2 separate regions of the Mus musculus genome follow, and region 1 is linked to region 2. A link is a contact called in public HiChIP or PLAC-seq data. All regions are on one chromosome and are shown on one strand. Each heading gives the region's core, a stretch centred on a gene start, on an enhancer-like site or on the middle of the called end of the contact. The rest is flanking DNA. Distances are from core to core; before and after follow the strand shown. Region 1 holds the start of Gsto2 (glutathione S-transferase omega 2). Region 2 overlaps Col17a1 (collagen, type XVII, alpha 1).

Evidence for each region. HiChIP or PLAC-seq counts read pairs in DNA pulled down with a chosen protein or histone mark.
Region 1: a CTCF HiChIP or PLAC-seq map of the NIH/3T3 cell line shows a contact between it and region 2, with 10 read pairs. The contact joins the promoter of Gsto2 here to the enhancer-like site in region 2. A contact is called at or near these places in 5 of 39 promoter capture datasets (the 3T3-L1 cell line, 3T3-L1-derived adipocytes, cranial neural crest and 1 more), 3 of 15 datasets of contacts at CTCF or cohesin (the NIH/3T3 cell line and pro-B cells), 34 of 484 Hi-C or Micro-C datasets (the 3T3-L1 cell line, the AML12 cell line, B cells and 26 more), 1 of 115 datasets of contacts at active chromatin or transcription factors (pancreatic cancer cells) and 4 of 9 other capture datasets (adipose tissue, embryonic stem cells, liver and 1 more).

What each region holds. Positions count from the first base shown.
Region 1 is chr19:47,862,201-47,867,982 of GRCm38.p6, reverse strand. Gsto2 (glutathione S-transferase omega 2) reads right to left here and starts at 2,189. Exons shown (of 9, transcript NM_026619.2): 1 at 2,054-2,189. It overlaps Gsto1 (glutathione S-transferase omega 1), which reads right to left. Exons shown (of 6, transcript NM_010362.3): 5 at 4,501-4,604; 6 at 3,193-3,686. The coding sequence ends at 3,533.
Region 2 is chr19:47,657,372-47,663,173 of GRCm38.p6, reverse strand. Col17a1 (collagen, type XVII, alpha 1) reads left to right here. Exons shown (of 54, transcript NM_001290825.1): 28 at 118-153; 29 at 776-838; 30 at 2,042-2,077; 31 at 2,320-2,391; 32 at 3,157-3,183; 33 at 3,914-3,949; 34 at 5,676-5,711. Among named protein-coding and RNA genes, the nearest start is that of Col17a1, 32 kb to the left of the region's middle. Within about 2 kb of position 4,108, at least 94 of the 459 cell types and tissues checked have an H3K27ac peak or open chromatin away from gene starts, as enhancers often do. A contact at or near this core is called in 3T3-L1-derived adipocytes, the AML12 cell line, the C2C12 cell line and 14 more, where this site is marked.

The DNA.
Region 1 (5,782 bases), core at 940-3,439, 210 kb before region 2:
TGAGCTGGCCCCAAAGCCCCAGAAACCCACCTCAGCTTCCTCCATGGCACTGGGATTACAAACCCGGGCCACCACACCAGGTCTTGTTTGTGCGTCTGGGGTTGGAAGTCAGGTTCTTGTGTTTGTTCAACAAGCACTTTACCCACTAAGTCATCTCCCCAGTCCCTGAGCTGCTTTTCTAAAAATAGAGGAATCTCTGGTCATGGTGATTAATGATGTATGTATTTACAGAATGGAAATAATTTCTTCACTCGATTTCAGTTTGTTTTAAGGAAAGGGGGGCCTTTCTTTCTTCCTTTGTCTTTTTTTTTTTTTTTTAATGTAATTCTGGCTGTCCTGGAACTTACTCTGTAGACCAGGCTGGCCTCAAACTTAGAGACCCACCTGCCTCTGCCTCTGCCTCCCAAGTGCTGGAATTAAATGTGTGCACTTTTATGCCAGCTTGAGTTGTTTGTTTGTTTGTTTGTTTGTTTGTTTGTTCGGCTTAAAAAAACCTTTTGGTCACAAGTCTAATATTAGCAGATGCTAGATTATGATTGTATTTGTCTCTTTGAATGCCCACTTGACATGAAAGATCACATTACTGGGTGTCCACTATTGTTCACTGAACTCCTTGGGCCAGATGAGGGAAAGGGTTCTACTCTCACAGCTGCCTTTATTCAGGGCTTGCAAGGAGCAAGGACCATAGGGAAGCTCATGTCCCAATGGCGTTAACGTTGGGACATATGAAATGAGGTGACTGAAGTGACCACAGGAGGACCTTCCCATCCAGGTCAGGAAAACTGGGTCAGAGGAGACCTTCTTTTAAAGTGCTTGTTTTCTTATCCCTGTGTCTTTAATGACATGTGTGACACATTTATACACCCTGATAATAATATTTGAATAGTCAAAAAGCAAAATTTCAAGAGTCTGACATCAAAGTTTGTAAACGCGTGCAAAAGCAGCAACATCGCCTGCCGAAACCAAACCATGATAGGGATAGGACAGGGACGTGCCCAGAATTATTGCCAGGACCTTTTTTGGATATCAAGTTCCACGGATGCTCAACAACTTTATATAAAATGGCGAAGCATTTGCAACTCACCTACCCACACACTCCTAGACACATCAAACCACCTCTAGATGACTTAGAATAGCCAACACAAGGTAAACGTTGTTACACTGCATTGCTTAGGGGATACTGACATGAGAAGTCTGAATATACTCAGTTCGGATGTAATTTTTCTTTTCTAGTCTAATTAAATTGGAATGATGTGGAATCCATTGATAACAGATGATATTATTCTGTCTTGGCTTAATCTCTAAATGTAAGAGCTCTTAGGAAAAGGAACTTTATAGATATATAAACTTATCTAAAGAGCAGTCTTTTTTACAACAAACATAGGCTACATTTGAATCGCTCCACCTTTTAGTAGCTGGGTTACTTTGGGCTAATAATCAAAAGCTCCAACAACCCTGATTTTCTAACACACTGGCGTTCTAATCTGTAATGCGGAGGTAAGAGTACCATGTGGTTTAGGGAAGTGTTATTAGGATCAGTATGGCAAGCATCTAATACTTAGCATGTGTCTGTCATCTAGCAAGGACTTAACATTAGCTGTTATTGTGATTACTATTATTTGAACGTAGCAGGGACGATTTTCGTAGCCTTCAAAAGACAGGCAGTCTCAGAAACGAAATTCTCCTGCCTGTCTGTGTCATCAACTAGTTAAGCCGAACTGAGGTACGAAACTCCAGATCTGTGGAACTCTGCGTGCCTGTCTTCGTCCAAACTGGAAAATTAATTTCAATGACAGGTTTCTGGCTTAAAGAAAACTCAATAATCTAAAACTATTGACTATTCTTTCTTCCTTACGATTTCTTTACCCTATTGCTATATTCTAGGCTCCCTTACACATTTTTAGTGAAATTTTTTATAAAAAGAAAAAGAAAGAAACATTAGCTATGGTTAAACATTTGGGTTTTCTTTTAAAATGTAACTGCAAAATTAAAAGTTGGCGATCCTATTCTGAAAAGCCCAGATTTTACAAGTCCCCCAAAGTTCAGAATTGACCTCAAAATCCTTTTCCCTTCCGACACAGCGCAGGTGAGGCCGAACCCCCCAGTGGCGGTGGCAGAAAAAGCATCTCAGAGCAACCTTCGGGCGGCTATGGCTCCAACCCGGAGTTGGGACGCCCGGCGGCCGACGCGGAGGCGGGCCCGCCCCTTCTCACGGTGCTACCCCGCAATTGGCCGCCGAGCCCTGCGCTCCAGCCAATACCTGGCTCGTCTGGAAGAGCGAGCCAATAGGCGACCGCGTTATAGCAGCTTGCTCGAGAAACGAGGGTCAGGCCGGAAATCTATGGCTACCTAAAGAGGAAGTCGGTAGCAGGCGGTTCCTCTCAGCCGCTGGTCTCACATCCTACTGGGAATCCGCGAGGAACCGCCAGGGCCTGCCCGGGGGCTGGGGGCCGGCGGCACAGATGGCTCCGCTCGGAGTAGGACGCTAGTTGTCCCGTTTGTGAAGTCAGCCAATCCCTGCCTCCCCAGGGTGCGGGCCCCCCATCACCGTGAAGCTAAACCCTAAATGCGGCGCTGAGCTTTGCCAGTTTTGGCGCCCTTAACGAATCACCCCCGTGGTTGTCGCAGGCAAGCCAGAAAACAACTACAGAAAACCTGGCGGTCGGTGGGTTGCCATTCTTAAGGGCATTCATTGTCCTCCAGATCCTTCTGCCAACATCTTAAGACCTCACTTAACATCTGGACCAGACTCACCATCCCTAGAATGGAGTGAGGTTCCCAGACTACCTGTCTTATGGAAGTGATAGAAGTATTAAGATTAACCTTTCCCATTGGGAGATTTCATCCATTACTTATTCAGTCTTATATACTGAACTGGCTAGTGTGATTTTAACGGTATTGCATGTGGCACACCTATAGAAGACAGAACTATATCTGCCTTGTTTGGAAGGAAGGATTTGAAAGGGCTAGAAGTAGGAGCTAGTGAGATCGTTTGGTGGTTGTTTGCTGCTCTTCCAGAAGGGAGATTCGTTTCCTATCACCCCACAGCCTCTGCCGGTATCACCAGCTCCAAGGGATCCCGTGCACGCACACACACACACACACACACACACATTTTTTAAGAAATTAGGAACTGAGAGCTCAAGCAAGAGGCTACCCCAGTCATGTTGACCTGAGGTGGTTTGGACTCAGTTTTCGATGCTCACAAGAGGAATAAGAGATTTAATGATGGAAAGTATGGGGAAATCACAGTTTTCAGACATGAGTAATCAAAAACTTGACATTTTTCTTGATATCCAAATCTAGATGTCTGTATCAAACCAGAGGTGATGGCCTTGGGGATGGCAGTGAAGACTGTTAGGACCATTAGATCAGATTGTTCTGAAATAGAAATACAGGAGTGGGGCCCTGGGGGGCACCGCTTAGGCCAGAAGGTCAAATTATGAGAAAGGAGCCAGTGAGAATACTGGACAAAATAAGCATGATATTCAATCAGTGAGGGGAAACAGCATTTGCTGAGGGCTCTTGCCCTTCAGAGCCCATAATCACAGGCCTCGGGGCTGTCCTGTAGGTAGAGATTTAAGTACTCGCGGTAGGTCTTGGCATCAATTTTGTGAGAGGATGCCACAGGGTCTTGCTGCATGGCCGCCATCCAGAGCTTGAGCTTGGGGGTGTGGGCTAGACACCTGTGGGAAGACAAGATGAGAGCTGTGAGCCACAGGAGCTAGACCGGCATCCCAGAGTCTCACCCACCACTGCAGTCTATCCCCCTAAACTCTTAAAAATTGATCTTGAAACGCAACTCTTTAAAATGCAAGCCGTAGACTAAAAGGCTTTAGCTTTGAGTGACATTGGGGTCTTTGTTTCTCAGAAGAGGAAGCCGAGTTGAGAGTTGCGTGGTCAGTCAGCAGAACTTCAAACTGAGAGACTGACAGACAACAGCCTTAAATGCCAACTTTCTATAGGAAACGGGAATAGAGGTAGCCCCAGATTGCCATGAGTTCTAGGACGTAGAAGTAAGCCAACATGGCTGACTGCAAACTCAAAGCATGAGTTTTAAAGGCAGTGTGGAACTCTTACAAGTAGGCGGGAAGTAATAAAGATGTGTTAATACTAAGGTCTCAACAAACAGGGAAATAAAGAACACCATTTGGTTAATTAAACTTGTACTGATGGAGGGTACATATGCCTAAAATTATCTACTTGTACTGATGGAGGGTACATATGCCTAGAATTATCTACACCCGTGAGGATTTTTAGCCTGCAGAGGGTAAAATTTAAGACCCTGATATCATAGACAGATGATATCCTGTCCTCCCCTGGGGCTGAACATGGGAATGAATGGGTGACCTGACCGGTTGTGTGTACCCCCAGGACTTTCCTTTCTTGCTGACTCAATTCATGCCAGTGACATCAATATTTATCTAGGTTCAGAAAAATTCCATATGTCATAATACAGCCCTCACCCTAAACTATGCACAAAATATTCAAATGTCTTACTCCTTGAGCTCCAATGCTTCCAGTCGCTGAAACCAAGGCCAAGTAAGATAATCAACCATAGAAGGAGAATCCCCACCAAGGAAGCTCTTGTAATTATCCATGCCCTGATTGTTAAAGGAAAAATAAGACATCATTAAAAACAACAGAGGCAAATTAGGTAGAGAATGTCAAGTCTCTTGTTATCCTGATATGGTCAACTTGGATTTTAATATGATCCAAAACCCTCCATAACCCAGCAGTTGTAATTGGAAATCTGACAGATAGTGTGCCACTGGTTCTCAACCGTCCTAATGATGCGACCCTTTAACACAGTTCCTAATGTTGTGGTGACCCCAACCATAGAGTTATTTTCATTTCTACTTCGTATCTGTAACTTTGTGACTATTGTGAATCACGATGTAAATATCTGGGTTTTCCAATGGTCTTAGGTGACCTCTGTGAAAGGGTCATTTGACTCCCAAAGGAGTCACAACCCACAGGTTGAGACTGCCATAATATACAGACATGTTGGGAATACAAAGGTCCTTGTGCTCATAGGAATGTTAAAACAGGCAGGGTTGTCTTCTCAAAGGAAAAGATGTATAACCTGTTCTGCCCAGAAGGCTGGGAATGGAGGCAGCTAGTAGCCTAGGTAACCCCTGTGTTCTCTGTAGGGCCAAGCCATACCTGGCTTTCCAAAAGCTTCCACAGCCAGGCCTGGGGGTGGCTAACAGTCTAGCTGACCTCTGTGTTATCTGCATGGCCAAGGGGCTCCTCCACACTCCCACAACAAGGACAGGAGGTGGCTGATAGCCCAGATGACCTCTCCACTCTCCGTATGACCAAGACCACACCAGACCCTCCCCGAGGCCCTTAAGATGATACATGTAGCCTATCTCCAGAGCCCATCTTCACGGACATGTACCTGGAGAAGAGTTCCACTGGAACGATGCCTTTGTGCACAGAGGACTGGAGGGTGTTTAAAAATGCCTAAAACAAACTGCCCGATGTCTGACTCTAGGTGTTTGAAGCCACCACTCCAGAGTCATGTTGAACCAGATTTCCTTCTTATTTCATGCAACATGTTACTCTAATGAGACCCTCGTGGTCAGAGATCCCCAAACTGATGGAATAGCTCAACCGTGACCATGTTACTTATCCAGAGTAGAGTAAAGAAGTCTTGATACAATCAAACCTTAGAACACCGGACTGCAAACAGGAAGGAACGACACATAACGTAAATGAACCTTATAACCCTAAAGTGGAGTGCAAGAAGCCATTAAAACCTGCACAGTACACAGCT
Region 2 (5,802 bases), core at 2,859-5,358:
TCAATGAACTAACACTCCAGCATCCTGTTGCATGGCTCTGTGTCATGAAGGGACATTGCTTTCCTTGCCCATAATTGATGGTTTTTCCCTGCACCCCATACCCCATGTTTCTTTTAGGTGACCAGGGTGAGAAGGGACCCAGAGGCCTCACAGGTCAGTGCTACCCAGGAATTTAACTCATTCATGACCTTCTAGGACTTAGCAATCACCAGAAGTGGGACAGATACAGAAGGATGAGGCAGAATTTCTGTCTCAGAACCCTCAAAGTACTTCCAATCTAAGAAAACCTCTGACAAAATTAAATATATCAGGGGTGGAGGTTAAGCACGCGTCTAAATGCACATTTAGCAGCAGACCGTGTCTGTTTGGCGCAGAGGCTAGAGTGTCTTTGATCCTTTGGGGGAACCCAAAGCAGCATAAAGTACATACTACCCACCCGGCCTCTCTGCTGCTCACACCCTGCCAACTGCATGGGTTAAAGGGGGTTGGAAGTAATGGTGCTTTGACCACGAAGGGTAGCATGCTCCTTCCAAAGAAACCAGACTCATACATGCCACCCTCAGATCAGCCGTGGCTGCTGGAGCAGTCTGAACCTGCTGCCTATGGGGCCCGAGTTGATAGGTGTTCCTGGCCTTGGTGGCAAAGCAGAGGGAAGTTGTCCCTCTCAGCTCCTCTGGGGGAAGAGGAAGCAGGAGGAAGCAGGCACATTCACACTACCAGTGTGGAGGCACACTTACCTTTTAGCCTCCAGCAACTGGTCCTTTGTTCTTTGCAGGGGAGCCTGGCATTCGAGGTTTGCCTGGAGCTGTGGGTGAACCCGGAGCCAAAGGCGCAATGGGTAAGTGTCCCACAGTCTGAGCTGAGTATCTCCCCAGAGGCTCTCTAGCTGCAGGTTTCTGGGAATGTCTCATTGTTCTGGAGCAGGCATTGTCCTTCTTCCCTGACTACTTCCTGCTCACCGAGAACTTGCAAGGTTTGAGGTTCCATGGAATCCCCAGTAGTCCACCTCAGGGACAGCTTCAAAGCCAGATTCAGGACACCACCCTTTGACTAGCCATCACTGAGGTGCCTATATCCAGACGGAGAAGCTCCAGGGAGCCTGGCCTCAGCTTAGAGTCCCATAGATGCTCAAGCCACCACAATGGGGATGTGACCCTTTCACTACCATTCACTGACTAAGCATTAGTAAGAGCATACTGTATGCAGGACCGTAAGCTACTAGGTTGTGCGTTACTTCATCCCTGCAAGTTACAACAAAGCTTGTGAGTGGTGACAGGGGCCACGGGAGTCACAGAGAGCGAGGATACAACCTAAGAAGAGATGGTTTTCAGCCTGGAAGACAGAAAGAAGAAAGGGCATTTCAGGTGTTCCTTAAAACTCAGAAAGTGCCGGGCATGGTGGCTCATGCCTTTAATTCCAGCACTCGGGAGGCAAAGGCGGGCGGATTTCTGAGTTTAATTCGAGGCCAGCCTGGTCTACAAAGTGAGTTCCAGGACAGCCAAAGCTATACAGAGAAACCCTGTCTTGAAAAAAACCAAAAACAAAACAAAAACAAAAAACAAAAAAACCTCAGAAAGTGTTTAATCATGCAGAGGTGCCACTGGTGTGGCTAATCCACGTTGGAAGGAGGTTAGGAATATGGTTAGGGGAGAGGTGACAGGGACCTGAAGGACCTTCACCTCCAGGTCCTCAGGTGAATGAGGCAGACACTGTTCTCATAGTGCACTGGGGACAGGGTGTCCTGGACCATTCCCAGGAGGGAAATGCATGCGCCTTAGGAGAAGCTGCGAGGAGCCTGTGTTGGGGCGTATCACAAAGGCGAGGCTCCTGAGGTTGGCGGCCATGGGGACTGCTGTATGAGCGCCTGCCTGGGAGACCACGTGCTCCAAGCCTACTGGGGCAGGAGCTACTGGGAGCACTGAACTGGGGCAGGAGGGAGCACTGAACTGGGGCAGGAGGGAGCACTGAACTGGGGCAGGAGGGAGCACTGAACTGGGGCAGGAGGGAGCACTGAACAGACTTCACTTGTCTTCTTTCCCAGGTCCGGCTGGCGCTGATGGACAGCAAGGTTCCAGAGGTTAGTCACCACGCTGTGGTCTTCATGGTCACCGGCTGCCCTTGCCTGCCCCTCCCTGGCCTTCCTCTGCCCCCACATGCATGCCTGAGCCCTCCATCCTAATGATAAAGGGGCATGCAGCAGTCTTGGTCACCGTGCTTCCTCCCGCCTGCCTATCTGCCAGCAAGCCGCTGAGGAAACCCCAGGGGCTCAGCTGCACTTTCCCAGGGGAGAGCCATTCCCATATTTCATGCTCTCCGCAGGTGAACAAGGCTTGACAGGGATGCCTGGAACCCGGGGCCCCCCAGGACCCGCTGGAGACCCAGGAAAGCCAGGTAATGAGACAGGAAAGGGATGCCACTGTCCTCTGTGTGCATGCAACTCTGGGATGTTCCCGTGTGTATGCACACTGGGGGTGTGGTGGGTAGGTGCTCAGATGCTACACTGTGTGTGTATGAGCCTTACCCTGTTACCCTCAGCAAGCAGCTCAAGGCAGAACTCTAACCACAAGTTGACATTTTGAAAAGAAGAAGTAGCAGATGAAAATAAGCAAGGAGTTGAAGGGCATGAGTGCTCTTAATACTGTAGACTTGAACTCAAGTTCAGTGTCTTGCCTGTCTCCTCTCCTGGGGCTGTACCCAGGCCTTCACCAGTACCTATCGACCAGAGAGGAGAGGCCTTGCTAGCATCTCCACCGAGGGCCAAACAAGAGCAGGATTCTTAGGTCTGTGGGAAGAGTAAGTCAAAACCAGATACGGTGTCCATTCACCCAGGAACCCCGACTCCTTGGCTGGAGCTAGGTGCAGTGTAATGGAGGAGCGATGGCAGCATTTGACCTCATGTGTATATGTGGGTGTGTGTGTGCAATGGAACATCTGTTCATTTCACAACAAAGCTCACAGAATGGCTCTCTGCCCAGAGATGGAGGACTCTGGGCCCTAACCTCTGAGCCCTTCACTGCCACGCCCACCGGCTCTGGGGGCAAGGTTGTGTTGTGTTGTGTTGTGTTGTGTAGTGTTGTGTTATGTTATGTTGTGTTGTGGCTCCTTGGAGCAGTCCTTAACCCTTCAACTCTTGGTCCTATGTCTTCTTTTCTGCAGGTCTCACAGGACCCCAGGGACCTCAGGGTGAGTCATGCAGTCCCCGGATGCCATCTCCTGCCAGGACAGGACAGGCGCTATAGCCAGTGTCTCTCTAGTTACACAAGCCTGTCCTTCCCTTTCCCATCTCCAGTAAAACAGACTCGGGTTCTGTCACAGTGAGTGCTAATAAGGACCATAAGGGTGGTGGGGGGTGAACCCTGCACAGACCATGTAGGTGACATTCTGATATCAGTGATGCCAGATCCGGTTTGCTCCGTGCTCTGTCTCTGGTGCAGGAACACTCAGGAAGGATACTGCTGGCTAGGAATTCTCTTAAGAAATCTCTACCATGCACGCACATCCAGCCCCTCACTCTCTCTAGTCAGACAAAGAGAGTCATACCAAGCTCTGCAAAGGCCAACACGTGCTGCTAACTCTGGACACAGCAGTCAACAGGGAGAGGGACAGTGACAGCCTTGTAACCCAGAGTGACAGGGATCCTCCAGAGCCTCTGTCTACCTCAACCCAACCCTGCTGGGCCTCCATGTCTCACAGACAGACAGACAGACAGGCTTCTGGGGGAGAGCTCTGTGCCCACTCCAGGTGACTTCAGGCAGGGCCTGAGTGGATCCTGCTGCTTCTGTCAGGCAGCCCGTGTGGCCACACTGAGTGGCAGAGTGCTGGCTGGTTACTGCCAGAGGGGAGAGAGGGAGGGCAGACATCCAGAGCTGCGGGGCCTTAATCATCCTGACTGACTTGTGTTTAATCACATCAGGACTTCCTGGTAGCCCTGGCCGACCAGGGACTAAAGGTATGTGATTTCTCCCAAGGAGCTTTTTTTCTTTTTCTTTTTCTTTTTCTTTTTCTTTTTCTTTTTCTTCTCACCAGCCATTTTTACAGCCGGGAGGGGTTGACAGGCAGGAAGGTCTGCTCTGACCAGAGCCTGGACCAACAGTGGCATCTAGTGGTTCCAAAGGAAGGCTGAGAGGAGGGAGTGCCGAGGCCTGAGTCCTCAGGCCCACTTGTTCCAGGCTGAACCCTGAGGCTTATTTTCATGTCCCCAGGTCCTTGTGGCAGGAAGATAGGAAAGGAAGCTTGCTTGCTCCCAAGCTTTCTAAGCCTATTTGACTTTTAAATGCCTCTAAAATACTCCTGACGCCAAGGTCTACTGAGACCAGAGCCACCCTGATTCCCCCACCCTGTCCCAGGTGTGACTGAGGACAGCAGAGACGCAGAAAGAGGTGTCTATAGGAAGGAAGAGGTGCCTTAACCCCACCAGGGGACAAGTCAAAGGACTATAGGGTGTCTGGCTGGGGCAATGCAATGCCACACAGGCTCAGAGTAACACTCTAGTTCAGTCCTGCCCATCAGACCCCAGCCCTGGGCAAACCTAGGAATGCTGGGTGCTCAGGGTCACACACACTCTTTTCCGTCCTGTGTCCTCACTTTCCTGAGCCTTGGCACTCTTCATCACAAACATCCCCAAGTGGGACCCTAGAAAGAAAAGGTTTGAAAAACTATTATTTCTAATGAGCGGCTGAGCCACAAAGATCTTTGCGGATAAATGAGCACAGCTGTAAAATATGGCAGCCGAGTTCCTACTTCCCAGGCCAGTGGACCTCTGGTGGCTTCCGTAAGGCCTCATAGGGTTAGGGGAGACCATAGAGTATTCCTTGGGGGCTGCAGGCTCTCCTGAAGGAGCTGCACTTCAGACGCAGGTTGTCGATTGTTAGAGTGTACTCTCTCCGAGCAGTCTCCTGCCTTGGCCTTGAGCCCTGGCTGGGGGAACGTGAGCAAAGCGCACCCTTTTGCTCTCCCTGAGAGGAAACCAAAGCCACCCTTCCCTGTGGGGCTTACCATCATTGTTCACACACCTTAGCGTCCAGGGAAGGGCTTTGGTCAAAGGAGCGTCTCTGGTTAGTTCTAGGAGTAAAGCTGAAGTGTGCCAGGCAGGCTCTCTCAGCGAGCCTGGCTCCCAGCTCCAGAATTCATGCCCTCTCTAGTCCTTTGCCAGCCCCAAGCCCATCCAGCCATGGATTGTTAGTCAAGAGGTGCTGGAGTGGTGGATATGTACAGAGACCCATGAGTCCTGCATCCTCTTGCTGGAAGCCCTTCACTCACACATCCTTTCTTGTCCCTCAAGACCAACGGTACACAGGGAATTCACCCATGGGATCGTGACTTTTATTTATCCTTTGATCTTCAGATAATTTCTCCGACTATGGCCATTACAGGAAGAAAAGATGGGGCGGGGCTGAGAACGAGACTCAGGTTGGCCCCCATTCTGGCCTCGTGGAAGGGCACATTCCTCCACAGCCTCCCAGGAGACCCCTTCTCTGAGAGACGACCAAAGCTCTGGCCCTGGGTCTAAGTTGAGAGATAAACACTCAGTGTAGCATAGGCTCCCTTCATTACTACAATCCCATTAGCTTGAGGGCAAGAGGACCACAGGTGGCCCTCGGTGCAACCAGAGGCTCTGAAAATGATTCATCAAGCCACTGGTTAATCCTCTTGCCCACTCCCTTTGTCCTCCCCAGGCGAACCCGGCGCTCCCGGCAGAGTCATGACTTCAGGTAGGCAGCCCAGGAGGGTACGTCCCTGAGTTCTATTTGCCTGTCCCATGTGGGCCATCTGCCTCAATGTCAGCGGGTGGCGGGTGCTTAG